2 separate regions of the Mus musculus genome follow, and region 1 is linked to region 2. A link is a contact called in public HiChIP or PLAC-seq data. All regions are on one chromosome and are shown on one strand. Each heading gives the region's core, a stretch centred on a gene start, on an enhancer-like site or on the middle of the called end of the contact. The rest is flanking DNA. Distances are from core to core; before and after follow the strand shown.

Region 1 (7,713 bases), core at 3,441-5,940, 940 kb after region 2:
CAGGACATCTCCTGTATAACCTACCTTCTGTGGTTTGCTCTGAACAGGCTGGGCTCTGGAGAAGAAGAGAGACGCAGTCACAGCAGGTAAGAGACCAGAGGCTATCCACACCCCTTCTGCCTGTCAGCACCTGTACCTGCTAAGACCCAGGCTGAGGCGCTCCCCACAGGCGCGGATCTTGTTCTGGGCTTCGATGTGCGTGAGGCTGCCCGCGTTCTCACCGTCAATATTCAGTACCCAGTCTCCCACAGCCACACCGGCCTGTGCAGCTTTGCCTCCGGGCGTGAGCTGTAGAGAAGAATGGTCAGAGGTCCATGGGTGCATAACCAAGCTGCACACTCCCTCACAGTCCAGATGCTGTTGGTAAACAGCCACCTTCAGGTTAGAGCCCACACTCGCAGGCTAGGACCATAGCCTTTGACAGCTATGTTTTCTGAGGCCTCAATAGGCTGTTTTACCCACCAGCCTGCCCTCCCAAGACAGCCACCTACCCGTGTTGCTGAAACTGGGCTACGAATTGATCGGGGTCACCTATATCCTGTTAAATGTCTCCTATCTGAGAACCGCTACTGCCCCCCACCCCCATCAAGGCCAAGTCCTGGCTCCTCTCCCGGGCACTGAATGTCTTCACGAATGTACTCTCACTTTTATTTTTTTAGCTTTGGTGACCAAGGCTTACGGCTTACCAGGAATCAGCCAGTGCCGCTGGCTATCATTCCACCATTTGCCACACAAACCAGAAATTCCCAACTCAAAGCCAAAGGGATTGGGGGCATGGTGGTTCACCACAGGTCTGAAACCACAGGGCCACTCGACCATCTGATACCACACAAAGCATTTACACTTGACAGGTAGTAGGAAAAGCGGGGAGCAGGATGCCCAAGGTCCCAGAAGGCTCCTCAGGTGAGCTAATGCAATGTGTACTGAAGCAGACAGAGAAGATGAGGGCTTCTAGAGATGTCAGGGACAGAGGGACCTCATGCAGACACTGTCAACTCTGGTACAGAATGGGGAGCTGGACCTGACAGCTTTATTTTGTGCCTGAAAGGGAAGTTAGCAGAGGAGAGAGCTGGTGAGTCACAGCCTTCTTTACCTGATAACATACGGTAAGAATAGAATCTCACAGAACACCTAGGCTCGACACCAAATCTTCCAACACCCTTGCAGGAGTCTGGGGATACACCCTGTTCACACTCAGAAAAAAACTGAATTACAGATCACCTGAACTCGGTCTCCAGCTAGCAAGGGGTGCAGCCAGGATTTGGGCCTGACTGGAAGGCTCCACTACAATAGGGCACAAACGAGAGACCAACACACCCAGTAAAGACGCTGGGATAGCCAGATGTATGGCCTACACCCAGCACTGGGGAGGCAGAGGCAGGTGGATTTTTGTGAGTTCAAACCCAGCCTGGTCTGCGTAGTGAATTCCAGAGTGGTCAAGACTACACAGAGAGACCCTGCCTCAAAAAACTAGTAAAATTAATTAATTAGATAAAATCAGGGGAAGCAAAACAAGACTCTGGGGTGCCAGGCATGGTATACGTGTGATGCTAACACTCAGGCAGGCTAGGCAGAAGGACTGGCAGCTCAAGGCAAGATGCCCCCTCATTCCGTGGCTGTTTGGGGTCTGTATGTCCCCTCTCACCTTTGTTTCACTCCAAAGAGCCCCTAATAATGGGGACGGGGAAGTGACACTGTAAAAGGGAAATGACCTAGTCACAGGCATGGTGAGTCAGCACATGGAGACCTGGGTTAGCCACTCCTTCCTATACAGGCTGCTTCCTGAGAGGTGTGGGGCAAGACCAAGGTGGGGGGTCCTGGGAGGAGGAGCCACTGGCTCCCTGAAAAGGGGTGGAGACATGAGGGACCACTTCTCTCGTGGGGTACTCAAAATGTGAGGGCTAAGCTGGTGGTCAGAGCACCACAGGGAAAGAGAGGCTAGTGAGATTAAGGAGGGGAAAAGCCAGGGGACTGGACAGTGTTATGGGTGTGGGTGAGTCAGCCTGGGAGCTCCACTGAGCAGCCCAACCCCCAAATCCCAGACATTACCTCATCTTCCAGGCCTGGGCCCACAGCCAGCCCTAGCCCCTCCTTCCTCCCTCCACTCTGGGGTCAGGGGAGGGATAGCGGGCTGGCCCAATTTAGAAAAGACCACCCCACCCATCAGGGCCTAACTCACTCCAGGGCAGGACTCAGCGGGTGGCCCCACCCACAGGTTAAAGCTGCTGACAAAGGAGGCCAGGGGCCAGCAGGGGCCAGCAGAGTGCCCCCAAAAGGCAACATCTGCAGGGCCTTCCTTACCAATGAAGAAAACTTAAGACCTACACTACACTGGCCAGCACTTTCCCAGAGGGGAGGAAGAAACCCGTAGGATGTACGCGTGGGGGAAGGGTCTAGATAGCCCTTAGTCATCCTGCTGGTTGGAGCAGATTCCAAAGCAATTCCAGAGAAGGATTCTGGGAAGAACACAGCATGCATGCCTGCCTGCCCTGTCCACCATGTCTGGCTCCCACAGAGAGAACCAGCCTTGATACCCTACTCAGGCTGGGCAGTGCCTGGAAATTCTCAGGCCCCTTTGGGCTGGGCTTGCCCTGGGCTTCCTGCCAGCAGCTGCCTGCCTACACAGTGGCTGGGTGGGCCTCTCTAGGCAGGCGGATATCAGGGAAGGAAGTCCCTGCCCCCTTTTTGACCCCCTAGGCCAGTCAGAGATACCAAGCTGGAAGGCTGGGCACAAAGTTTGCTTTGAGTCCTACTGACACCAATGACTGAGGGCCAGGTAAGGGGCCTAGACTTAGGCCAGCCCTCTTGGGCTCTGTTGACTAGCCACTGCTGGCCATCCCAACTGGGGCCCGCATTCTTGGGCTTATAAGGTAATCCCCCTGCCTCAGGGAGGAGTCAGTTCCCAGCTCCACCCTCCTCACCAGGGTGGACTGAGGAATGGGAACAGGAATTCTACAGGCCAGCCTCACTACACCTAGGCTTGGGGTCAAAGGCCACACAGCCTGACTAGAGCCAGCTGACTGGGACTCAGTCCTCACACAGGGCGGGAAGAGTTCCCCGTTGGCCTTGACCGTACAGAGAGTACAAGCCGTTTTTGTGCCTCAGTTCAAACCCTTGCTCTGCAGTGGACTTACTGAATGGGCTCCTCCAGCCCACCAAGCTCTGTCACTTGGGGAAACAGGATGACAACTGCTATTCCTTGAATAACTGGAATTAAAGTTACATCCTGCTGGGGACCTGGCTCCACAGGCTGCTCTCCTAGCTAAGTAAGATACTTCTTGGAGACATCAGCCTCCAATACCGAAGGAACAGGCTCCCCCTTGTCACTCACAGATGGCTTGGTGGGAGAGCATCAAATACCATGTCAAAGTAGGGAAGTTGGGAGTGCCTCTCTACTCTCCACCTAGTTGGGAGTCCTGGTAGTTAAGTGTCCATTTGGACCTGGATACTCCTGCCTTATTGGTCCTGGCTTGCTCCTGCTGTTTCCTCCCATGATCCTCTGGAAACCTGAGCACCCAAGAACCCTTGGGGAGTTTGTTCCCCCACCTAGGCTCACCCGAGAGATAGAGAGGGGCACATTGAAGTCCTTGCCCCCTTGCAGACGGAAGCCCCAAGGGGCTGGCCCTTCCAGCACCACCTTGAAGGAATCCATCGTGCCTGCTCCTGTGAGGAAGAAGAGAAAGTGTCTGCAATGCAAATTGGCAGGCAGGTCCAGATCTGGGCACTAGCGTTGGCCAGGCACCAAGAAGGCACGGGCGGACGCTCAACACACACAGGCACTGGGAGGCAGGTATCTCAGCTGGCTTGGCTGGGCTCCTGGCAGGCCGACCTCTCACAGACAACAGACAAGGTGGTTCCCCACCCTGCCCCCTGCCACCGGGAGGGCCTGGAGAGGCCTCTCCGAGCTCAGGTGCTTTTCTCTTCCAGGGGTTGGCTGTGGGGCTAATTGGCACTGCTTTGCCCAAGCTAACCTGGAATCTCAGGAGGGTGGCGGGGTGAGTCAGGGGCCAGCTCCCCCTCCTTCCCCGGGTCCCGGCAGGCAGGCCGCCGCCGGAGCCTGCTCGGACTATATAAGGCGTGTAAGCTGACACTGTAGAGAGCCCGAGGAGGGAGCACGTTAGGGGCTCGGGATATGAGGGGGAGGGGTGGAGAAGGAGGACGCTGGAGCGGGTCCTAGCCATTTTGGGACAGGTCGAGGCTGCTGGTGGTCAGGGCGGGACCCCTGGTCTCTGAAAGGGGAAAAGAAAAACGGGGTACTGGTCCTGTAGAGAGCGACGGGGGCCGTGTCCCTTACGCACGGCCAGAGAGGGGATCCTTTCTGGAAGCCAGAGAAAGTGGTGCCACCCACGCACGATGCTCCCTTGCCAACATGACTCTGTTTCCCTTCGTCTCCCGCCCCAGCCCCGCGCTTGGCCGCGTCCCCACCGCACACAGTGGCGCAGGCGCCAATCAGCCCCACTTCGCCGCAGGAAGGCGGGGGCGGAGGCTGCGGCCGAAGCCAGCCGAGGGAATCTGGCACTCTTCACGACCACCCACGCCCTCCCCAGCGCCTCAGCGGGCCATAGGACCCCGTAGGGTGCAGGCCAGGAACCCCCTCGCGGACGCCGGTACCTGAGTGCCCGCCTGGGCCGCTGCCTGGCAGCCTCCGGGAGCAGCGATGGGATCCGCCGCTGCGCTCTGACCCCGCCTCCGCGGACGCCGCGCCTTTTGAGCCCGCGGAAGGGGGCGGAGCCCTAGGCCACGCCCTCCCCAGGCCAAACGAGTGGACATCCCGGGGTCGGTGGGAGGCCCCACCCAGTCAAAAAACCCTGAGTCTCCAGGAGAGGGAAGGTGAGATCGGGCACTTACCCTCGCCAGTCGGGTCGCTGCCCAGCCTGTGCCCCGCTTCAGGCTCTCGCCCAAGCCCCTTGCGCCTCCCACTGGCGGAGTGGAGGAAAGCATCCGTTTGAAACCCCAGAGTTGATTGATCTCTCACCGTATTCTCTTGTAGAGGAAAATGGCATGGTAACACTTTTCTGTTAGGGATACTGTTAGAGGTCAATATTGTCAGCATCATCAGATTTCAGATTCTCTAGGAACTGGAGAAGCGAGATAGGGTAGTTTCAAGTTAGGCTTCCTGGTGTTCGGGATGTAGCTTAGTGGTGGAGCTCAGTAGCTAAGCTCTCTGGAGGCCCTTGTTTCAGTCCTCAACACCAAACCCAACCAAAGGCTTGCAGGATATAACAAACAAGTAAATACATACATAGTAAGAGCCAACGGGGGCGGGCTTAGCGCCACTTGTTGTCTGACGGTGTAAGTAGAGTCCACAGCCATGGGACTTCCACCCAGAGCCCCCAGAACCACTATTGGAATGGATTGTTTCCCATTTAACCCCAGTCCAGAGTACACAGTTCTTCCAATGCGGTTGGGATGGAAGGGGCTGCCACGGAGTGTTCTCAGAGCCCCTGCTTTAGCCTCGGTCTTAGCCAAGGGTGGGCAGAAGGAAAAGCTGAGCTCTCCTGAATGTTTGAGTCAGTAGAGAGGTGCACAGCCTCCCCTTGCCCAGCCCCCCCATCATCACACCCCCTCTTCCCCATCATTGTCCCAAGTACATAAATTCTTATGGGAGTTGTCATCCTTGAAGAAATCCTCTTCAGGTGGGTCTCTGAGTTCAAGGCCAGACTGACTGATCTATGTAGTGAGTTCCAGGACAGCCAAGGCTACACAGAGAAACCGTGTCTCGAAAAACTGAAGAAAAAAAAAAACCAAAAAAACAAAACCACCCTCTTTAGCTATCTGCTATGCTTCTGTCTCCATCACGTTTCCCTCTTTGTCCCTCGTCCCCTATACTATTGACTCTTTCTCCAGGTCTTCTATGACCTCAATTAAGTCAGCTGCAGCCTTCAGGTTTCATCCTGTTCTGACAGGAATGCTGGTCTACACCAGGTTGATCAGGGGTTTTTTCTTTTTCCATTCCTTCATTTCTATCTTCTTCTTCCCACCCCCACCCCCCCAGATACAGCGCCTTCTTCTGACCTCTCTAGGCATCTGGTGCACACATAGCGCACATATGCATGCAGGGAAAACGCCCATACGCATAAAATAAGGTCTCCTTGGGTAGACTGGCTTGAACTTGCATGGGTTCCCAGATCTTCCAGCTCTTCCCTCCGGAGGGCTGAGATCATACCAAGCCCAGCAGCTTCCTCATCTAAAATCCCAATCTTTCTAGCTTCAAGGCTTCCTTCCCTCTATAACACTTCATCGGCCTCCAGTCTTTGGCCATTTGGTCATGAAACTCACACCTTAAGAGCCCTTACTCTCCTTTGGCTTTCAATAACACTGAAAATGGTCAGCCCGAGCTCTTTCCTCAAGAACTGCAGACACCAATAATGTATACCTTGTCTACGTGTCTGCCAGGAAGGTTTCTCAAACAATCCAAGTTTGTGCTTTCTTCTCACTCCTTCCTGGTCTCAGCCAATGACATCATTCACCTGGTTGGTTCCGCAGAACCTATGAAATTATATGTCTCTTCTCATCTACATCATCTCCCGATGTTCTCACAGCTAACCCTTGCTGCTGTTTCACCCATACACATAAAATAAGGTCTCCTTGTGTAGACTGGCTTGAACAGCAGCAGCTAACTCTTGCTGCTGTTTCACCTCCATCGAATGCTTCAACACCTACGAGCCTCCTTGCTGACCGCCCCGCTATCACCCTTGCCTCCCCCCACCCCACCCCCCAGTCTTCTTGCCGTTGCGGATGTGATATTCTTAAAACAGAGATCACACTTCATCTTTTTAGCATTCCAGTGGGCTCACACTCGATTTAAAATAAAACTAAAATCCTTAAGACCTACCCAAGACTAAGAAACTGGGTCAAGTGTTGGGCCTGGCAGCACAGGGCCTGTGTAATTCCAGCTACTGGGGAAAAGGGGGGTTACATGTTCAAGGCCAGCCTAGGCCATTTAATGAGACCCTGCTTCAAAATAAGTAAAAGGAGAAAAAAGAAAGAAAAGAAAAGAAATACAATAAAAATAAGGGAAAGGAGGAGGTTATGCTTAGCTTCTTGGGGAAGATGTTAAGTCTGACTCTCTAAGACATGAAAAAGAAATAAAACTGGCAGAGCTCTTTCACACTCGCCCACTCCACTTAGCCCACTCTGGCCCTGGTTCTACACCCCCAAGTATATTCTCGCCTTAGGGCCCCTTTGCATTTCACAATTTCTTTATCTTCAAACACTTTTTTTTTCTTTTTTAAAAAACATTTACTTGTTTATTTTCTATATATGAGTACACTGTCACTCTCTTCAGACACACCAGAGGAGGGCATCAGATTCCATTACAGATGGTTGTGAGCCATCATGGGGTTGCTGGGAGTTGAACTCAGGACCTTCAGAAGAGCAGTCAGTGCTCTTCTTCTTCTTTTTCTTCTTCTTCTTCTTCTTCTTCTTCTTCTTCTTCTTCTTCTTCTTCTTCTTCTTCTTCTTTTCTTTTTCTTCTTTTTCTTTTTCTTTTCTTTCTTTTTTCTTTTCTTTTCTTTTCTTTCTTTCTTTCTTTTTTTTTTTTTTTTGAGACACGGTTTCTCTGTGTATCCCTGGCTGTCCTGAAACTCACTCTGTAGACCAGGCTGGCCTCAAACTCAGAAATCCACCTGCCCCTGCCTCCCGAGTGCTGGGATTACAGGCATGTGCCACCACACCCCGCTGCAGTCAGTGCTCTTAACCACTGAGCCATCT
Region 2 (7,739 bases), core at 2,501-5,000:
TTTTCTACCTTATTCTGCTTCATAATGACCCCCTGGAGTACATCTTCATGGTCCTGGAATGATGTTTGTGTTTGAATAGGAGACAAGCAGGCAGGCGTGATGGTGCATTTTAGTGTCTGTCCGGTCTTTGTGAGTTTGCAGGTAGCCTGGTCTATAAAGCAAGTTCCTGTCCAACCAAAGCTAAAAAAAAGTAAAGCGACCCAGTCTTTAAAGAACAAAGCTGAAAAGGCAAGGAAGGTAGTCTGACGAACCGTAGGCCCACCCACCTGTCAACAGACTGTCATTTTAGCTATAGTACCTGTTGTGTTAGAAAGTGGCTCAGATCCAGACAGATCACACCAGACCCACACAGCCCCACCAGAAGAGGGTTCACTGGGGGAAAGCAAGGAGGGAAGAAAGAGGGAAAGGGGGGCAAGGGGTCAGGGACTCCGTCTTTTATTTGGGTCTTAACATAGATGCCAGGTGATCATGCTGGTGAGGAGCACGTGGGAAGTATAAGCTGGGAGTGTGTGGTGGTTGCCATGACAACAGATGCAAGAGGGTCCTTGTTGCCCAGGGATGACATCATTCCTGGATTTAGAGGCTGACCTTGAAGCAGCTTCTAATGCCAACAGTACCTCCTTTGAGGGGAGTCTGAAAAGTCACAAGGTTTTGGCACCCATTTCAATCTTTTTCCAAACATGAGACTCAGAACTAGTGGCTGAGAGCTGCCTGCAGTGGTTACTGCTGGAAGCTGCTGGGACTCCAGGATACTGGCCTGTGAAGGAGTGGTTCATGAGTCAAGTGCTTTAATATTGTCTATTAGAGAGAGAAAGAGAAGGGCTGGAGAAATGTCTCAGAGTTGAAAGCACCAACATGGTTGCTGTTCTAGAGGGTCAGGGTTCGCTATCCAATCCAGAACCCACATTGCTCATAGCCCTCTGTAACTCCAGTTCCCACATCCCCTTCTGGTGTTGCAGACACCAGACATGGATGTGATATACAAATATACCTGCCAAGCAAACACACATACACATAAAATTTAAAGATAAATGTGATTTTTTTTTGAAAGAGAAACTTTCAAAGTGGAATGGGTTCCAAGAGAGGGTATGGTTCAGATTTCAAGAGGTAGGTGTTTTTAAAGCCGGGCGTGGTGGCACTCGCCTTTAATCCCAGCACTCGGGAGGCAAAGACAGGTGGATTTCTGAGTTCAAGGCCAGCCTGGTCTACAAAGTGAGTTCCAGGACAGCCAGGGCTACACAGAGAAACCCTGTCTCGAAAAACCAAAAAAAAAAAAAAAAAAAAAAAAAAAAAAAAAAAAAAAAGTAAAGAGGTAGGTGTTTTAAAATGGTTACAAAACAAGGCAACAGTGGATAGGAGGTAAAAAGATAACTTGAACTTTCCTTGTGTACAAAATGATGGTTTTCCCCCAGCACCAGAGCTCTCTCATGAAGAACTAGAATTATCAAAGGTCATCAAGCAAAGGGGCTTTAATCCATGCACTACTTTCGATCCGAGTCAGACCATGAACAAAAGTTAGAGTCAGGTCTTACTGAGGCCGATCTCTAACTGCCTTACTTTCTCTTTCTCCTCCTTCAGTTTCCGGGGAGGGATACATTTCAATTTCTCAGGGTCCATTGTGCCAATAGTCTGATAGCAAAAGTGAAGGGTGTATATAAATGTTCCCAGTGTGTGTGTGTGTGTGTGTGTGTGTGTGTGTGTGTGTGTGACTGGAGAGGTGGCTCAGCACCTTAGAACACTTATCACTTTTGCAGAGGACTCAGATTCAATTCCCAGAGTCCAATATGACAGCTCGAAATCATGCATTAACTCCAGTTCTAGGGGCTGCGGGATCCTCTTTTGACCTTGGGAGGCACCAGGCACTCCAGTGGTATGCATTAGAGGAGAGGAGAGGGAAAGGGAAAGGGGAAGGGAGAGGAGGAGAGGGGGTGGGAGGGGAAGGGAAAAGGGAAGGGAAGGGGAAAGGGAAGGAAAGGGGAAAGGGAAGGGAAGGGAAGGGAAGGGAAAAGGGAAGGGAAGGGAAGGGAAGGGAAGGGAAAACGGAAGGGAAGGGGAAAGAGAACGGAAGGGGAAAGGGAAGGGAAAAGGGAAGGGAAGGGGAAAGGCAAGGGAAAGGGAAGGGGAAAGGGAAGGGGAAGGGGAAAGGGAAGGGAAGGGGAAGGGGAAAGGGAAGGGAAGAAGAAAGGGAAGGTGAAGGGAAGGGGAAAGGGAAGGGATTGGGAAAGGGAAGGGAAAGGGAAGGGAAAGGGAAGGGGAAGGGAAGGGAAGGGGAAGGGGAAGGGGAAAAGGGAAGGGAAAGGGAAGGGAGATCTCTCTCCTGCTCTGCAAATAGTAATTTCTGAATCAATGGTTCTCAACCCACAATCACAAGCTTTTACATTGCAATTCACAACGGTAGCAAAATTAGAGTTACCAAGTAGCAAGCAAAGAAAATCTTATGGTTGGGGTCACCACAACATGAGGAACTATATTAAAGAGTCACCATGAGGTTGAGTGCCACTGAGAGTAAAACCTTTCAGAGTGCTCTATTCTGCTACCTCCAGACTTCTATCAAATAAGCAAAATGAACCTCCCCCAAAGAGGTGTTGCTATTGAGATTTTTTTTTTATAGAGGTATTTTGCCTGCTTGTATATCTGGGCACTGTGGGCATGAGTGTGCATGGTGTTTGCAGAAGCCAGATAAGATCTGCAGTTACAGAAGGTTGGGAGCAGCTGTGTGAGTTCTCGGAGTAGAACTCATCAGGTCCTCTGAAAGAGCAACCAGTGCTCTGAACCAGTGTCATCTCTACAACTCCGATAGAGGTATTTTTTAAAACTAAGAAACAAAGCCGGGCGTGGTGGCACACGTCTTTAATCCCCAGCACTTGGGAGGCAGAGGCAGGCGAATTTCTGAGTTCAAGGCCAGCCTGGTCTACAGAGTGAGTTCCAGGACAGCCAGGGCTACACAAAGAAACCCTGTCTCGAAAAACCAAAAACCAAACCAAAACAAAAAACCCTAAGAAACAAGAAGTCAAGACAGAAGGGGAAGCAGCATAGATATGTAGCCAAAAGTAAGGGGGCCCAAAAAGAACAGAGGTTAGGGCACAGAGAAACTGGCTAAGGAGTGTGTAGTGTGCGTGCTACTTTAAAGAGGCAGGCATAGCTGGACACTGGGACACTCTCTCCCATTATCCCGCAGACGCAGTGAAGGCCAAAGGACTGCTGTAGCTTGGGGCACCATTTTTTTTCCTGTTTCTCTTCTCTCTGATGCAGTACTTGGAAGCCCTGCAGTCTCTGGGAGTGGCTGACAATGTGATTGCTCTGAACTTTCCTTGCCAGACAGACATTCTTCATTGCTGTGCACAGTAAGCCACCAAAGGTTTGGAGAAACTTCTTCCTTCTGCCATCCCACTGGCGTATGATCCCATATAATTAGTTTCGAGATTTCTCTTTTTTGTGGTCCTGAGAAATACCCAGGTGACATAGATTGGGTTTAAATGCCAAACTAGACTATGGTGCGACCTTGAGCAACTTAATACCTGCTAAGTCTCAGTGTTTCCTTCTCTGAAGGGACTCAACAGGTCCGCACAGCCTCACTTCTACCACACTGGTCAGGGAGTGGAAGATCCATCCTGGACCGAACCCCTACTCGGAAAGCCCATCCCACCCTAGTGCCCCTTCCCCACCGCAATACAAGCGCAGCCTTCGCTGGCAGCGAGCAGTGCATTGTGGGGCTTGTAGTGTGGCGGGGTCCGGCGGGTGGGCGCGGCCACAGCTCCATCTTCCACCGCAGGCTGGTCGGTCTTGCTCCCAGGCCAAATGGCGCCGCGGCCGCTGGGCCCCTTGGTGCTGGCTCTGGGTGGCGCCGCAGCCGTGCTGGGCTCTGTGCTCTTTATCCTCTGGAAAGCTTACTTCGGCCGCGGCCGGGAGCGGCGCTGGGACCGGGGCGAGGCCTGGTGGGGCGCGGACACTGCCCGCCTCCCTCAGTGGGACGAGTGGGAGGTGAGTGCGAGCCGCCGAGGTCAGGGAGGCCTACGCATGCTGTGAGCGCGGAGTGCAAGCGCGAGGGCCCGGGCAGGGCATCGGGCTCGGTAGCCCCGTGGGCGCGGTAGGAGCCAGCCAGGCGACAGTGCAGTAAGCGCAGTGGCGCCGCCCCGGGGATCCCTGGTAGAGCCCTCATTCCCGGTGCCGGATAATCGTGAGATCTTGGGATTGTCTTGGGTTTACTGTTCGTGGAAGCCAAGGATTTATGATGAGAAAGATTGTGCGCGAAATCATGAGGAGTCAAAAAGAAAAGTGAGACTTTTAGTTTAGGACTCAAAAAGCAGCTCCTGCCCTGCAATGTCAGACCACAGGTGCCTGCCCCGGGACGCGTGGATGGCGTGCAGGGGCACCGTGGTGCACTTCGTTGTCCCTAGGGAAGGGAGGGTCAAGAAGGAGGTTGGGGATTGCAGCCTTCGTCTCTGTCCCACAGCCCGAGGACGAGGAAGATGAGCCGGCCTTGGAAGAGCTGGAGCAGCGGGAAGTGTTGGTGCTGGGCTTGGATGGCTCAGGGAAAAGCACGTTCTTGCGCATGCTGGCCGGGAAGCCACCGGTGGAAGGCCACGTCCCTACCTGGGGCTTCAACTCTGTTCGGCTGCCTACCAAGAATTTCGAGGTGGACCTGTTAGAGAGTGAGCAAGAGACACACTCCCCCTTCTCCCTGTCCTCACTGATGCCCCAGGGCCTAGATTATTTGGAGATTATCATACAATGCATTTCTAATCAGGACATTTCCCCTTTATGAAACCCTTCCTGCTTCTCTTCAGGGCACAAGATACAGAACATTCTAACACTTAGGATTTTTCCTTATCCTGTGTATCCAAATGGTCCACCTACCTTTCACCACACATGCCTTACACTGGCAGACTAACAGCTAAGGGTTCATATGCCAGGTATTTGACAAACACTGCTTATAAAATACCCCACACAACTCCACAAAACTGCCATCAGTTAACCTGCCTGTTAGATACATGTACAAACAGGTTTCTGACAAGCTAGATCACGAAAGGTTTCCCCCAGTGTTCCAGTGTTCTGGCTGCCTGAAGAGGGCATCGGATCCCCCTATAGATGGTTGTGAGCCACCATGTGGTTGCTGGGGTTTGAACTCAGGACCTCTGGAAGAGCAGCCAGTGCCCGTAATGGCTTAGCCATCTCTCCAGCCCGGTGTTCTCATGCAGCAGGTCCTCCTGGCCCTCACGAAGGGGACTTGTTTCTTACCTGTTCTTTGCATGCATCTCTCTGCTTGGAACACTTGACAAACTACTACCACTCATTCTGAGCTATAGTGTCTTTTCTTCCATTAGTCGGGGTTTTGTCATTTGTTTGAGATGGTTTCATGGCATTGAGGCTGGTCTTGAACACTCGAACCTTCCTTCTCCACCATCTGAGTGCTAGGGTTACAGGTACACACGGCCACAACCAAGCCTCAAGTGTGATTTGTGAATGACATCTTTTGAAGCTTACCTTTGAAGTCTGGCCTCTGCCTGACTCTGGTCCCCTCCTGCTGCAGGATTTGTCACTCACCCTCTGTCCCTGATGAGGCCAGGAACACTGTGGTCACAGAGTGTATGATCCATTTCTGGCCCAAAGGCTCAGCCCTCTAATAGGTACCCGAGGGGGCTTATTGAGTGAGTGGTCTGAGAGGCGACTGAGGAGCCCTACCTGTAGATGTAGGAGTCTTGGGATTTTGGACTTCTCCACCTGGGTCTAGCCTCAGTCTCTGAGGAGTTAGGAGGGACTTCGAGGCACAGGACTAAAACTGTGAAGCCTGGGTGTGCTTATTTAAGCACTAGGGATAGAGTTGAGCTTTGAGAGCCGAACTCTTAGCCTGAGTGGGTCTCGTTCTTAAGCATTTGTGGTCTGGTCATGCCTGGCCATACCTTTTCTCCCAGGTCGTAGCAAACATTGATCTTTACTTAGGACCACCCATCAAGCTTTCTCTGTCTCTTCTTGAGCCAAAGGACAGGAATTCAGTGAGTGCCTGACAGAAGGAGCGTTCACTTTCCCACCCAAGTGAGGTGTTCTCACAAACCCATGTTCTGACGGACATCAGGATTCAGACCCAAATGGCTGTCAGGCCTGTTGGTTCACACCTGTAATCCCAGCCCTCCGGAGGCGGTGGCAGGAAAGCTGTCAATCAAGTCCTAGAGCTTTTTTCCCCCACAACAGTCCCTTCACGTGGTCTCGGCATCGTGGCTTGGGGATCAGCTGAGAATGCACACTGTGGCAGAACTGGCAAGGGAGCACATTTATTACTGGCAACACCTTCCTTAGTGCACCACCTAGGAAATCGAATGTATCGGTTCTGTCCGCGGTACACTTGCATAGCCTGGCCTACTCCGAGGGCTGCTGTCTGCTTCAAGCCCCTTTCGTCTCTCCCATTTAGAACTACAGTTGCTCCCTTGCAGATCGTCCCATGGAGTCAGCGACTGGTATCTTTCAGAAACATGGTCTGGACCCTTTTCTCCTCTCTCTCTCTCTCTCTCTCTCTCTCTCTCTCTCTCTCTCTCTGGAGGCCCCTTGCTTGTCACGTTTTCCCTTCCGCGCATGCGTGGAGCTTGTTCTTTGTGCTGCCCGAGATGCTTGCTTTTGCTTCTTCCTGTGGCTAGCTCCTCATCCTCCTCTCCGCTCACACCCAGCCTCCTTGAGGAGACATTTCCAGATCGCCCAACCCAAGACCAGCAGCACACTCCGGCCACTTCCCCTTGTTTTCCCTTGGTTTTGATTCCGTGCTTTCTAGAATATGTCTTATCTGGTTGCCTGGTCCATTCTGGCTAGGGAGGGAGTTCCTAGAGAGCCGGGACTCCAGCCTGATACCCAGCACCCAGGTGAGTGCTTGGCACCTGGTAAGCACTCAGTAAGTATTTGATGAGTGCCTACTGTGTGCCAAGACATTGTGCTGAGGCTTTTGGGGGGATTTAGAGTGGAGAGAGAGAGAGAAGCAGAACCGGATTGGGGTGCAGGGTAGCCAAGAGGAACTGAGCAGAGGGGCAAAGAGGAACAGAAAGGCAGCCCAGGCGCGGGCGGACACTGTGGCTAATGTCGTTTGGCACGACTCTGTACAGTGTTCCCGAGGGAGGGAGAGGAAGGGATGACAAGCCTGAGTGGGACTGAGTTGGGGGTAGTGGTACACTGGCAAGGCATGGGACTCTAGCTTTTCTAGGCTTAGGGATCCCTGGTTTCCCATCAGTTATCATTGACCAGGGAGGGAGCTAGGAACTGATAAGAGGCAAGGAAGCCCAGCAACTACGGCCCAATGCAGCCGGTGCCTTTGGGGGTCTGCTGAGACCTCTTTGTTCAGTAAGAGACTGGTACACTAGGGTAGCGCCCTCTCAGGAGATCTGACTGGCTCTGGGCTGTGGCAGCTTCTTTGTCCCTGACTAGTGGACCCTTAGGATCCGGAAGTGGGTTGGGGCTATGGGCAGAGCCATGCTACAGGGAGCTCTGCTCTGAGCTGACCCTTGGCCTCTCTTCAGTTGGTGGCAGCCAGAACCTGCGCTTTTACTGGAAGGAGTTTGTCAACGAGGTGGACGTGCTGGTGTTCATGGTGGACTCGACTGACCGGCTAAGGCTGCCCTGGGCTCGGCAGGAGCTGCAGAAACTGTTGGACAGGGATCCGGATCTGCCTGTTGTTATAGTGGCCAACAAGCAGGTGAGTGCTATGGGAGGTGAGCCAGTTGGTCTTCTCACTGATGCCTGGGCATAGGATTGCATGGCAT

The links. HiChIP or PLAC-seq counts read pairs in DNA pulled down with a chosen protein or histone mark.
Region 1: a FOXA1 HiChIP or PLAC-seq map of pancreatic cancer cells shows a contact between it and region 2. The contact joins the promoter of Pdlim7 here to the promoter of Arl10 in region 2. A contact is called at or near these places in 1 of 484 Hi-C or Micro-C datasets (B cells) and 1 of 115 datasets of contacts at active chromatin or transcription factors (pancreatic cancer cells).

Annotation. Positions count from the first base shown.
Region 1 is chr13:55,508,756-55,516,468 of GRCm38.p6, forward strand. It overlaps Pdlim7 (PDZ and LIM domain 7), which reads right to left and starts at 4,691. Exons shown (of 13, transcript NM_001114088.2): 1 at 4,612-4,691; 2 at 3,557-3,663; 3 at 137-288; 4 at 25-55. The coding sequence starts at 3,652.
Region 2 is chr13:54,571,297-54,579,035 of GRCm38.p6, forward strand. It overlaps Arl10 (ADP-ribosylation factor-like 10), which reads left to right and starts at 3,751. Exons shown (of 4, transcript NM_019968.3): 1 at 3,751-3,981; 2 at 4,454-4,652; 3 at 7,497-7,672. The coding sequence starts at 3,799. It overlaps Gm24195 (predicted gene, 24195), which reads left to right and starts at 6,843; the gene lies at 6,843-6,925.